Linked DNA regions of Bombyx mori: region 1 is linked to region 2. Evidence: chromatin contacts called from public Hi-C data. All regions are on one chromosome and are shown on one strand. Each heading gives the region's core, a stretch centred on a gene start, on an enhancer-like site or on the middle of the called end of the contact. The rest is flanking DNA. Distances are from core to core; before and after follow the strand shown.

What was found. Hi-C and Micro-C count contacts between places; a contact is called where the count stands out from the background.
Region 1: a Hi-C map of whole pupa shows a contact between it and region 2, with 2.8 times the contacts expected there. The contact joins two enhancer-like sites. A contact is called at or near these places in 2 of 7 Hi-C or Micro-C datasets (both in whole pupa).

Annotation. Positions count from the first base shown.
Region 1 is chr25:8,852,393-8,859,562 of ASM3026992v2, forward strand. It overlaps LOC101742043 (alpha-mannosidase 2), which reads right to left. Exons shown (of 21, transcript XM_004921845.5): 12 at 6,682-6,946; 13 at 5,696-5,868; 14 at 4,594-4,812; 15 at 2,429-2,606; 16 at 1,560-1,718; 17 at 534-686. Among protein-coding and RNA genes, the nearest start is that of LOC101742043, 13 kb to the right of the region's middle. Within about 2 kb of position 4,674, at least 1 of the 8 cell types and tissues checked has open chromatin away from gene starts, as enhancers often do.
Region 2 is chr25:8,804,863-8,811,618 of ASM3026992v2, forward strand. LOC101744685 (RNA helicase Mov10l1) reads left to right here. Exons shown (of 20, transcript XM_012689512.4): 15 at 1-127; 16 at 1,004-1,158; 17 at 2,426-2,544; 18 at 3,923-4,034; 19 at 4,581-4,757; 20 at 5,138-6,756. The coding sequence ends at 5,362. Among protein-coding and RNA genes, the nearest start is that of LOC101744539, 12 kb to the right of the region's middle. Within about 2 kb of position 2,424, at least 1 of the 8 cell types and tissues checked has open chromatin away from gene starts, as enhancers often do.

The DNA.
Region 1 (7,170 bases), core at 3,424-5,923, 50 kb after region 2:
TTTTAACTAAGTAAACTCAAGTAATTGTTATTACTGTATAATAAAATGAAAATAAGTCTTGAGGTGTCATGTACGTAACGAAATGATTTTTTTGGAGTTATTCAACTCAATATACAATATTTACAGAAAATGAATACAATATAGAGTAATTATTTGTAGTAATCCTTGATGGATGATCGAAATTCTTCCGGTGATAGATTTAACGAAGCAATGCTCTTGTTAGGGTCAGTGTTAGCAATTCGCTGAGGTTGAGCTCGTGAGCTCACCTCGCAGCCACAGCGTAGTTGGAATAGCCCCTTAGGCTACCAACGATTAGGTTTTTTTTGTGTCATGAGGAAATCGCCGGACTTCGCTCTCCACTGGGGATGGTGGGCGGAGCATGCCGGAGTCGAACCGACTAAAACCTCCTGTCGCTCAACAACCAACGTCCAAGCCTCGCGTGAGACAGAACTCGTGAAAAGGCAAAGGGGGGAAAGTGAAGCGTATAGTGGGAATGCCATAGACTTATAAAGGGATTGAAATATTCCGGTTACCTCAATTTGTCCCGGCTGTAAGGCAGCCATTCCTAACGGAGTGGAAGTGAGCACCGTGAACCTGATGTTCTCGTCCTCGATGTAGGCGGCGGCGGGCAGCGGATAAAAGTTCGCCTGCAGCGGAATCTTCTCGAAGTAACGACGTTTTATCATCTGCCACGAAACGTTATATAGCTTTGAGGTTTCAGTTTACTACAACATTTCGTTTAAAAAAAACTAATTAGGTATAATTATTTAAACCGAAATGTTATACAAAATAGTATTAACTTATATATTCTAATAATTTAAAATGAGACAATCGAAAATTAAATTCAAATAAACTCAGGAAACGTAGCTGACAAATTATAAAATTGAATTTTATGTTCTCTTTAATGTATAATGACACAAATGTTGACAGCCGCCGTACTTCAATCAATGTATTGTTGAGTTATAAAACATTTAAAAATTATTTCGCAAAAATAATTATCTGTGCATATTTTACGTTCTGGTCAATCTTGGGTTTCAACCAGTACAGAACTTAAATGTTTAAGGAATTTCATTTGTATAGACTGTGTCACCGTTCAATGCGAAACGTCCGACTGTTTTGCGACAGAAATGAGCTGTAAATGTGCGTGTGGCCTTACAATATTGTTACGCTGGTAAGAGTAACGCCATCTATCGTCGAATAGTCGAACGAATATCGAAGGATCCAGTAGCATCTAGAACGCTCGACAAGTACAACGCCATCTATTGTTAGATAGCGGAAACACAATACTAGAGATGTGTGGAACATTCTCGATAATTCTAGGGATGTGGTATCGGCTATAAAAGCGTTGCAGGGGATCGGAATTACTCGAAGCGAAACAGCGAACGGATCACCTGAAGCGAAGCGGAAGAAGCGAATTGAGAGTTTTAAAGTGTTCTAAGTGTTGAATACAGTTTTTAGTTGTACTTTGGCGAAATTTTATTGATCCCGAACCCCAGCGCGTAACAATATGTTAACTGCCACTAGTACGCTCTGAAAGCTTATGCGGTCGTTCTACAAACCTGCATCCCATTTAAGTCTGTGTAGAAGACGTCTCCGTTCCGGACGCTAGTGGATAGCCGCAGCGCCAGCTCCAGGTCGTCCACCTGCGGGTCGATGAGCAGCGCGCTGCTGACCTCCAGCTCGGCGTGCGGAAGCGACGGGTTGTTGTACACCGTCACCTGCAGAGCGAAACGCACTATATGGCACTAACTTTTTAATACGCTTTTACTAGCTTCAGACGTATGTATGTTAGTATGCAACGGAATCTTTAAACATGATTTTGACCCCCTTCAAAACGTCGGATTAACTCGAAATTTGGTATACTTATTAAGGTCCGATGACAATTCAATATTAAAAATTGAAAAAAAAAATAACATGTAGTTTAAAAATACTAACAAAATACGCTTTTATAAAAAATCCAACTAAAAAATAGAAAATAAATTTTAATAAATTTGAATTAAAAATAGTGTAACAAAAAATGTTTACGATTGACTTCCACGGTGAAGGAATAACATCGTGTAATAAAAACGAAACTCGCAAAATTATAATTAGCGTAATTACTGGTGGCAGGACTGCCTATTTCTGCCCTGAAGCAGTGATGCGTTTCGGTTTGAAGAGCGGGGCAGCCGTTGTAATTATACTGAGACCTTAGAACTCATATTTCAAGGTTTATTTATTTAAGTACGAGTATTTGTATCTATAAATATTATGTATGTTATATATACACATATGTTTAATTAATATCACTATCACACTACTCCTACCAAGGTTCATCTCTGCACCCCCCTAAGGTAGACTGTCAGAGAATGCCCTATGGCATTAAGTCCGCCTTTATACAGTCTAGTAAATAAAGTTATAAATAAATAAATATTCGCAATTTTATATTTACAGAGAGTATAATTTCTGCGGTTTTGGGTCCGACGAGGGCGGCGTAGAGCGTGGACTTGTGTATGCCTTCGGTGACCACGATCTCGGGGTACGGATCCGACTTGAAGTCCTTGGCGGGCCCGCTCGGTATGAACAGGTAGGCTCCGCTGTTGTTGTCCCGCCCCTTCTGCGTGTCGTACCTGCAGTGAGAGCATCAGCAAATTGAGAAGTCACAACAAAACTTCTTTTTCTTTTTCTCCACCTTCTCCAGGTGGGGTCGGCACGGCTAATTTTTCTTTTCCATTCTCTTCTATCACCCGTCATCTCAACACTCATTCCTCTCTCTCTCACATCGTCATTCACACACTTCAGCGAAGTCTTCTTGGGTCGACCTCTTCCCCCTCTACCTTGCACTACCAACGTCGTCGTGGCCTAAAGGATAAGACGTCCGGTGCATTCGTGTTGAGCGATGCACCGGTGTTCGAATCCCAGGCGGATACCAAATTTTTCTAACGAAATATGTACTCAACAACTGTTCACGATCGACTTTCACGGTGAAGGAATAACATCTTGTAATAAAAACCAAACCTGCAAAATTACAATTTGCGTAATTACTGGTGGTAGGACCTCTTGTGAGTACGCACGGGTAGGTACCACCGCCCTGTCTATTTCTGCCGTGAAGCAGTAATGCGTTTCGGTTTGAAGGGTGGGGCAGCCGTTGTAACTATACTGAGACCTTAGGACTTATATCTCAAGGTGGGTGGCGCATTTACGTTGTCTATGGGCTCCAGTAACCACTTAACCAACCAGGTGAGCTATGAGCTCGTCCACCCATCTAAGCGATAAAAAAAAAGTCCATACGTCTCCTAGTCACACGCATCTTCTCTCTACGCATCACAATATGTCTATACCACGCTAACCGTCCGCTTTGTTGATTACCGAGGCTACTTTCACACTTCTGTCACAACAAGACCATGATCACAAAAAATGTATACACTTAAAGTGAATTATTACGGTTTAAACAAATATTTATAAATAAATAAAAGTACAAGTAACAATTAATTGTCATATAGAGAATCCGTTGTCGTGAGCTGAATCATTTTAGTGCTGTGCTTATTTTCACATATTTTACAGAAATTCTTTAGGAATTTTTGAAAAGAAAATTATCTTCATACACAGAATCTTAATTCAATCAATGCTCTAAATTCACAGCAAAATAATTTGAAATGGTTATTTATAAATATTATTAACTAATTAATAATCCTAAGGTCCTCACTTGATACGCATTAACAGAGCGTCGATCTATCGACGGGTCGCGCTCTAAAGGTTAACAAACGTCAATCAATTTAGATATCACTTGTACTGGTTGAGTGACGCGTTGGAAGCCCGCATGGGTAGACGTCACTATCTCGCTTATTTCTACCGCGAAGCAAACATGCATTTCGGTTTAGAGGGTAGAGCAGTCCTTTTACTGTACAATGAAGGCTTCGACCTCATGTCTCAAGGTGGATGGGTACTGCATCTATATTTTAATACGTGAAGCAAAAACTTTGTACCCCTTTTTACGAACTATGCGCGGACGGAGGAGTGTGAAATTTCCACACTTATAGAGAATATAGAGAAGGGGTGAAGAACGCTAACCTTTTTTTTTAATTATACATAAAATCAATAAAAAAATATTAAACACACTACCATGTATTTGACACAACACATACATATAAATATACTCTTTGTTTATTGTCAAATGTCAAAGCTTTTTTGTTGTTTAAATTCTGTGGTCAAATTGACAATAGATTCATATTGTATGTCTTTAATATTATTTATCTATAGTGTGGTATTGGCGAAATCTGTGATTTTATTAAAGAAACATAATAGTGTTTGACAATAGAACCATAATAATGTTCAAACTTATAATTTCAATTAATTATAGTCGAATTTCGACTACTGCGGGACCCCTAGTCCACATTAATCAGTATTATGCAACAACAAAAACTAAGTCGGCAGCCACCCCCCGCGCCCCTCAAGCTTTAATCGCATTACATTGCTCCTGTGCTTGTGTGTCCTCCCTAATGTTTCGCATTGTTTCTTTTGTTGGTGTACAATAAAGAATACTCTCTCTCTCTCTCTCTCTCTTTGTCTCTCTATCTCTATCTCTCTCTCTCTCTCTCTCTCTCCGCCGACACTCACTGCACGAAGTCCATGTGCACGGGTGTGGCCACTCCGTCCCTCGACACAATGGTTTTGACGAGCCCGTTCATGTTGGTGACGACCCTGGTGCTGTTCCCCGCCTGGAAGCTCACGTCCTCGTTGAGTCGCGCCGACGGCTGCTCGATCGGGAATATCTTCGGTAGAACCACGCTCCAGTAGTCCGCGTTGTATATACGGACGTGAGAGAATGACGTGTACCTGTGGATACAAAATTGTTGGCATATTAATACACCTTCGCTTGCCTATTATTATTATTATTTTTATTGTCTTTGTAGGCAGATGAGCATACGGCCCACCTGATGGTAAGTGGTTACCGTCGCTCATGGACGTCAGCAATGCAAGGGGCAGAGCCAAGCCGCTGCCTAGTTGTCTAGTTAGCCGTATACACTCCGGCTAATGGTAGATAGTGACTGTGGTTTACAGACATCAACATTGTCGTGTGTCCGAGCAAAATCGTTGCCAGTCTGCTGGAAAAATCATGGATGTTCAATAAGAACAGTCTGTGAACGCAGAGATCTCTTCTCCGGTTGCGGAGACTGCGATGGGAATAAGGAACAATTCCTTGAAGCACTCTCCATGCAACATGTGGCTAAAGATAGCCAACATTCACTGTATTGTCTACGCGATCAAATAATCGTTATGGAACTAGATGGTATGGAGTTCGTCTGTACATTATTAAAAAATCCGCACGTGCAACTTGGTGAACGTGAATGAAGTGAATCTTCTTTTGCGGTGAAACTTTTTTTGTTTTTCTTCATTTTTCATCATTAAATCAGATTGCTCTTGTAATAGAGAAGAGATATAAGAGATGCGACATCTTCAACATTTATATTATATATTTTTTAAATTATAGATAGAAAAATAAATATATATATATTTTTAAATACTTCTTAAAAATATAGGACGCTACTCGTTGCTAACACTCACGCTGGCCTGTAACAGGTGTACAACGCGCGTGCGTTCGAGTGCCACGCATTCACTCTCGCTCTGTCTCTTTCTATTCCATGGTAGCGTTATACGTTTAACGCAACTGTGTTGGAAGTCGCATCAGAAGTTTCACTTCAAAAAAATGAAAACTCACTTGTTGATACTCATCGCGTCCCTCAGTGACACCGAATAGACGGTTAAAGCGAGAGGTCCGATGGTGACCGGGAAGGACAGCTGGTACTTATTGTTGGCGAGACCCAGACGCCTCTCCCCTGCCACCACGGGGGATACTTGTGCCATTATCGGTTCACCCTCTGGATCAAAAACCTAAAAATATAACTGATTTTCAAGTACCCGCATTTGGTTGTATAACACGTTTTCTGCCGCGAAGCAGTAATGCGTTCCAGTTTGAAGCGTGAGGCAGCCACTGTAGAAAAAGGAGACTTAAAGCTCATGTCTCAAGGTGGGTGGCGGCATTTATTTTGATGGTATTTGTGGACTCCTGTAACCACATTTGGACGGAGAGCTATTTCACCCATTTAAAAAACAAAAAAAAACTTGTATTCTGGCAGGACTTTTTAGAGATAATAATATTGTTATCCGTAATCTTTGTTCTCACAATCTTTTATATGAAGCTTCACTCTACTTATCGAGGTGTGAAAAGCTATTTGGTTTAAGCGACATTTATTTTTGTACTTAAAAGTGCGTTTTATTTCGTACTAGCGACCCGCTCTCGCTTCGCTTCGGAAACTGTAATTTATTATTGATTTCTCCACTATTTAATGGATGTTATTATACATATAAACCTTTCTCTTCAATCACTCTATCTAATAAAAAAAAACCGCATCAAAATCCGTTGCGTACATACATAAGGATATAGGGACAGAGAAAGCGACTTTGTTTTATACTATGTAGTGATTAGCATCAACGGTTCGATGTTTTTAATTGAGTTTCAATTAAGTTTACTCTATTGAAATAGCCGAAGAAGATTATTTTTCCAAATTTGAATTTCCAATTTCCAAAATTAAAGTTATGATATTTTTTTCAAATTTTAAACTTTAAATGGCTCTCCATTAAGTTTGCAAAAATGTCGCTTAACCCAAATAATCTTTAATACCCCGATATTGGTTTCTTACTAACTTCAACGTGCGGGGTTGACACTAGCACTGTTAATATTTCTTGTCTTCTGAACGCCAGCGCGTTGTAAAGCACGAGGCGCCTGGAAGGAGACACCACGTCCAAGGCAATCGTGATCCTGGAGGGTATTTCGTCGTGCCGCCGCCAGATGTCGTCCACATCGAGGAATATGTCCTCTTGCGTTTGATCCTGTATATGCGGCTGCTTCAGCAAGTAGTAGGCAGCTTGTTGGATGGCGGATTGACTGTATTTTATTGCTGTTAGCATCCTGCAATGTAACTGTTTCACTGTTTCACTGGTGGTAGGACCTCTTATGAGTCTGCACGGGTAGGTACCACCACCCCGCCTATTTCTGCCGTGAAGCAGTAATGCGTTTCGGTTTGAAGGGTTTGAAGGGTGGGGCAGCCGTCATAACTATACTTGAGACCTTAGAACTTATATCTCAAGGTGGGTGGCGCATTTACATTTTAGATGTCTATGGGCTCCAATAAC
Region 2 (6,756 bases), core at 1,174-3,673:
TCCGAGCCTGCCAGTCTCATCCCGATCTGCGGGCTGTTGTCTACCGCTGGTTCCCTGGTACTGGCCGGGGATCCCCTGCAACTGGGACCTGTCATCATTTCACAAAAGGCCAAAGAAATTGGCCTCGGTATGTATTGTATACGCTGTTGAATAACTGTCACCTGTAAGTATTTAAGCTTGTGTATGGTGGCAAAACGGTCGAACTATTACAAAGAAAATTTCTTTAAAAGCTTTCAATATTTGAAAATTGCTATAGATAGATAGATATATTCTTATTTCTCGTTGAGAGAAGTTAGGAATAAAATCGCACGGGGAGGTACCATTGTTTTGCTTATGTCGGCTACGAAGCAATCGTGCGTTTCAGTTTGAAGAGCGCGCAGTTGACTAAATTAATAAATAAATAAAACAATTTTCTGCTAGCAACCAAATGTAACAATACAAGATATAATACTGTCCCTGAAAAAGAAGCGGCAATGGAAATATAAACATTATTCACCGGGAAGTTCTTACTAAGTGAAGCCGCAATCGAAATTAAAGCTAGTTGGAGGATGCGGTCATTGACTTCGACTTACTACCGATCTTTTTAAAGTTTTACTTTCGATACTGCCTTATTTTTACACAAAAACGGTTCTGGGTATACTTGAGATCTTAGAACTTATATCTCAAGGTGGGTTGCGCATTTACGTTGTAAATGTCTGAGCTCCAGTAACCGCTTAACAGCAGGTGGGCTGTGAGCTCGTACATCATCTAAGCAATAAAAAAAAATTAAAAAATCTTACATCCGAACGAAACAGAATAAAAGAAGGTACACATTCATAATATCAAACAACCATCATGACTCAAAATATCGACAAGAAAACATTACAGGAATCGACTGAACGCAACGTCACGAGTTGTGACGTCATTTAGAACAAAAACGTTCGCCAAGTTCAAGTTATTCTCGCAGATTGTGATGAATGTTCAACTGCCTCTTTTAAACGTATAATAAAACGTTTTATTGCAGGTCTATCGCTCATGGAACGTTTGATGAAAACGTTTCCTCAGTACAACGACGTGAAGAACGACTGCAACTATATAATGCTGCTGCGCAATAACTTCAGATCTGATCCGGACATACTGCACATCCCTAACGAGTTGTTCTACAAGGGACAGCTCAGAGTGAGTTTATAGATACGTTTTTTTTTTTAATTTGCACATAACAAATTATAATCATTACAGTACATATGAGGCCTATAAAATCAAAGGCAGCTAAACGCCATAATGTCGTAAAATGGATTAACAATGGCGCTATCTTTTTTAGTTAGTTGGACACCCTTTAGTGTTTTTATGTTATAACAAATGCGGCTAAATCTCTAACAAATTCAGTTCAACAATTTTATTTTTACTCAGTACTGAGTACTAATAAACGAAGTTTTATCATTTAAAATTCAGATTATTAGGAATATTCTCATTCTTTATAAATCTGCTTTAAAATAAAGAATATCGTAGCTATCCGAACAAAGTTATTTCAGCGTGTTGCTAACACTGGCCCTAGCAAGAGCAGTACTTCGATGGATCGGGAGGATCCGTAATGACGGGTTTAGGGCTGATTTTTGTAGTTTACCTGAATATTTGACAAACTTGGATTTAGCTGCCTTTGATTTTATAGGCCTCATATCAGCTAAATCGTACAAGTAGTGCCTAGATCTAATCTGCATTGCAATCTAAATGGTATATGCACTCTGTAAACCCGTATTAATGTACATAGCTTTGGCATTCGAACGAGGTTTAAGGGGAGCCTTTATCGAACTAAATCAACCTTACAACTTAATGCTACGCTCGGCCTACTTTTGCCGCAACAAACAGTAAACAACTAAGAAATCATAATTTCTCGTTCGAGACTAGGATAACCGTTATTGCGATACAACAGACCTCCCGTCTCAAATGACCGAGGAAATCCACCTATATAGACGCCATTAAATATTAAATGAACAAAACTTAAAAAAGCTATACAATTCGCAGCTTTGGTCTCCCCGACAATTTATGATCAAACTTAATATCAGGTAAACGACAGCTAAAATATGAATAAATTTCATTATATCTTGACCCGAAATAAGCTGTTTCTAAATAATATCAACACGAAAAACGGATGTCTCCAGACTGGTAAAATTAATTTATGAAAATGCTGTAAAGTGAGGCAATTCCTCAAGAATATTCCTCGACGCATCTCCGTTCTATGTATACCATTTAAAACCACTACGTTCATCCACAATGCCTTTTCAGAGATCTCATTTGCCAATTACCGGCTTTGGAATGAACTAGAACATGTCCTTCAGCAAACGAAACGGGGAGTATTCAGCCACAGGCAGCGGTGTGGGTCTGCCCCTAACATTGAGGTCCACGAGCGATGCAATATGCAACTTAAAACAATACCGTCTCTCTGCAGGCTCATGCTAGTGAAGATCCGATAAGCAAGACCGATTTATCCGGCGAGAAACCATCCAGTCGCGCTATTATGTTCCACGGGGTCCTGTCTAAGGAACAGAAAGTTGGCATGTCACCGAGGTTAGTTGACTTATGATGTTAGACACTGCTGATATCGTTACTTGTCGTGGTCCAGGATAAAATATTAAAAAAACTAAATAAAAAAAGTAGTAGTTGGGCGCTCGGTGTCTCGTTTCGTGGTTTCAGAGGACTGTAAACACCATACATATCGACACTTCAAAGGCAAACATGACTAAGCGACAATGCATGAACTTTACAGTAGACTAATTTAAAGTTGAAATACCTGAAAAAAAATCTATTTTAACGAATCTAGTTGTATGATTGAAATGATTTTAATAGAACTAGAAATATATATTTTTTGCATCGAATATGGTTATTGCCTATCAGTTTGCCTTTCAAGGGTCGATATGTATGCCATCGCCAGAGACACTAGCTCGAATGCACAGTTGTATTGTTTTTTTTTTTCTAACTAAGCTGCTTATTAGCCTTGAGAGGCTATTTCAGCTTCAACCTAACGTGTAGGTGAGCTCACGGGACTCAAACCGGAAGTGTTGCTAACACTGGCCCTGGCAAGAGCCGTACTTCTCAGAATCTACCACCGAATCGGAAACGCGACCCACTGAGAAGATCCGGCGAGAAACTCAGTGGGCTTGTATTGTATAACAGTCGTCTCGCTCTCGTAACAGAAAGGCGGATAATAATAAATAATAAATAAATAATAATAAATATTTACACTAACGATCACGTCACGTTAACTGGTCCCGTGCTAAGTTCGTAAAGAACTTGTGTTACAGGTACCAGATAACGGAAATAAATATAAGATCTTTATTATGCACATACGTATACATAATATACATCCATAACCCTGGAAAAGACATTTTATATTTATCATACAAATATCTTCCCTTGGCGGGATTTGAACCCGCGACCCCCTTGTGTAGTAACCATGTCACTTGCCACTACACCAGACGGCCGTTTACGGATGGTGACGAAACATTGTAACTTGCATAATTAGTGGTGGCAGGGCGACTTGTGAGCTCGCGTCGGGTACGTACAACCACCCTGCCTATATCTGCCGTGCCAATAGCTAGGTATGTGTTTCGGTTTGAAGACTGGCGCAGCCGTTGTACCGTAAAACTAAGATTTATGGGCTCTGGTAACCACTTGGCACCAGGTGGGCCGTGAGCTCGTTTACCCATCTAAGTAATAAAAAAAGAAAAAACCTGCTTTGCGCTGATATTTCTTATCTGCAAAAAATAAAGGTACCACTTAATCATCGTAGCATCACGATTAAAATGTTTTAATTATTTATTTGATTCAAAACATTATATAAATAGACGTTTTTAGACCAAATCTCTAACAAAACCAAACATATGTAATAAAGTTTAAGTTTATATGTAATGGCTGTATCGGATACTTCATTTTTTTTTTGTTTCAGCTTCTACAATAACTCTGAGTTAGAAATCGTCCAGATGTACATAACGTTTCTCGTGAACGATCATAGAATCCAACTGGAAGATATCGGCGTCATCACTCCGTACATCCGACAAGTATGTTTGATGTCTTAAAATATAACGTATTTATAATGTTTATTGTCAGATTATTAAGATAGAAAACAGCATTCATTGTTACGAGATTATCAATGAAAATGCAAAGAATCAGATAACTTAATAACATTAATCCTATTAAGTCGCACTGGTTCGTGTTATTGTCTCTAAATAAATAATGCAAATTGCTTCGTACTTTTACGTTAATTTACGGAGCAGTAAACAACTGCGAGTCGGGCCCCTTGTGTGACGGAACTCCAGTAACCAACTTTATAATACACTAGATGTACCCGTCCGTTTCGCTGGGCATTTAAAATTAACATTATTATTTCTCACCCCCACGAAGATTCTCATCATTAACGCCCCCCGCAACTGGTGTAGGGAGTCCAATACTCATATAAATATTAGCCTATCCATTAAGTACATGTATTTTCTACATGGATACCAAGTTTCAAATCAATCGGATGAATGGTTTAGTAGTTATAATAGAACATCCGTAAAAACCACTGTAGATTTATACATTAGTATAGATCAAACATTTTCTCTCAGGCCTATCACATCAAGAAATGGCTCTCGAGCAATAATTACGAAAAAATTGAAGTCGGCACAGTCGAGTCGTTCCAAGGGAAGGAAAAGCGCGTCATCGTCGTGTCCACGGTTCGAGCCAACAACGACCTCCTCGCGCACGACGCCAAGTTCCAGCTCGGCTTCCTGGTTGATGATAAGGTAAAGCTTATTGAACTTTGACATTTGTTTTTTTTTATTGCTTAGATGGGTGGACGAGCTCACAGCCCACCTGGTGTTAAGTGGTTACTGGAGCCCATAGACATCTACAACGTAGACGCGCCACCCACCTTGAGATACAAGCTCTAAAGTCTCAGTATAGTTACAACGGCTGCCTCACCCTTCAAACCGAAACGCATTACTGCTTCACGGCAGAAATGGGCAGGGCGGTGGTACCTATCCGCGTAGACTCACAAGTGGTCCTACCACCAGTACCATTTGTATTTTACTTGCATCGCTTTTAGTACATCGATCTAAGTTTATAGCATTGTAATGTTATTAAGCGGAAGCGTTCCTGACTCAACTGTATTTGCACTCCGCAGCGTTTCAATGTGGCGCTGACACGTGCGAAAGCCAAACTTATCATTATTGGCAACCCCTTGTGTCTCCGGAAGGACAAGAAGTGGCAACTCTACATGCAGATGTGCCGCGAACTTGGCACCTATTTTGGTTTTGACAGTGACAACATTGAAACCGACGAACTGGACCGAAAGGTCGATGAGATCCTGCCGCTTTTCAGACACATTGAGGTTTCAAAACAAGAATAGACGGATGTTTTACAAAACATCTTTTTTTTTTAAAAGGCACAACATTTTTATTTTTTTTATTTGACGATAACGTTAATCATTTTTTTTATACATTTTTATATATATATATTATATATTTTTTCGTAGCGTTTGTACGACGTTCTTAATTATATAACTACTAATAAATAAAATATGTTCCAATTAGTAGAAAAATATTGTATCTGATGAATCTCAATACGCTCATTAGTTTGTGAGTTTTAGCTCGTTTATTAGTATTAATGTTAGACAGCAATCCCTCTTAGAGTTCGCCATCGACAAGTTACGCACATCAGGCCCTAGAGAGAGACAGTCGACTTTATAGTGTCCTCCTTTGTTCACGCACTCATGACGTAACGTTAAATTCTCGGTTACGTGAGCCCAATATTACCAATAACTCCAAGATAACCCAAAATAAATGAATCCGTAAGTTAGATCGGTGGTTTAACTATTTAAATGGCGGCTGTAATGCCTGTTCAGTATAATGAATGCCCGAGCTGTGTATACACTTTTCTTGTGAAGCGTTAGACTTCAACAAGCAGCACGATATTTTAATTGATCGATTAATTTCCATAAATTTTCAGAAACACTCCTACTGTGTCTCTCTGTATCAACTGAGGCTTTTTAATATAATCCTTACTACCTCATTTTCTTTTAACTGACGACCCACCGCTATATAAGACCGGCAATTGCTTTATTTTAAATTTTAATTATATTATTATAGAATTGTAAGGATGGAAAATATTCGAAGAAGGCTAATGGTGACAATATAAGGGTTTAGAAATCGGTAATTATAGAAATGTGATGCCGAATTAATTGGAAGAATCGATTTTAAAGTAATCGTGATGTCTCAAAACGTGATACGGTATTGTCGAGAGATTATGTTCAAATGATGTGTTCAAATTATTTTGTAATTATCTCAAACCACAAGCGAGCCAATAGTCATATTATTATGTTAATCGAATCCCAAAGTTAAAATTAGACTAAGTTTAAATATTTGAAGGCTAGAAACACTAATAGTTACTATTTACAAAATATACTGGAACCAAAGTTAAAAATCCTGGTTAAGAGAGGGCCGCTGTGGAGCAATCCGCCTATCTACTATTTAAGTTTTAAATACATGACAGCTTTTATTACTAATTATAATTATCGATGGAAATGTTTTAATTCTTTTATCGAGATATAATAATAAAATCAATCAAATAATATTAATAATCAAATTTATAGAATTAGAATTTCAATAATCATTAAATAACTGTGTTTGTGATTTCGTGTTAGATTTCGATATTAGAATGTTAAATTGTGTGATAGATCGTTTCAAACCATTCGCTACATTTATAAGAGTTTGAGAAACTTGCAATGTCGTTAAAAAATTTATT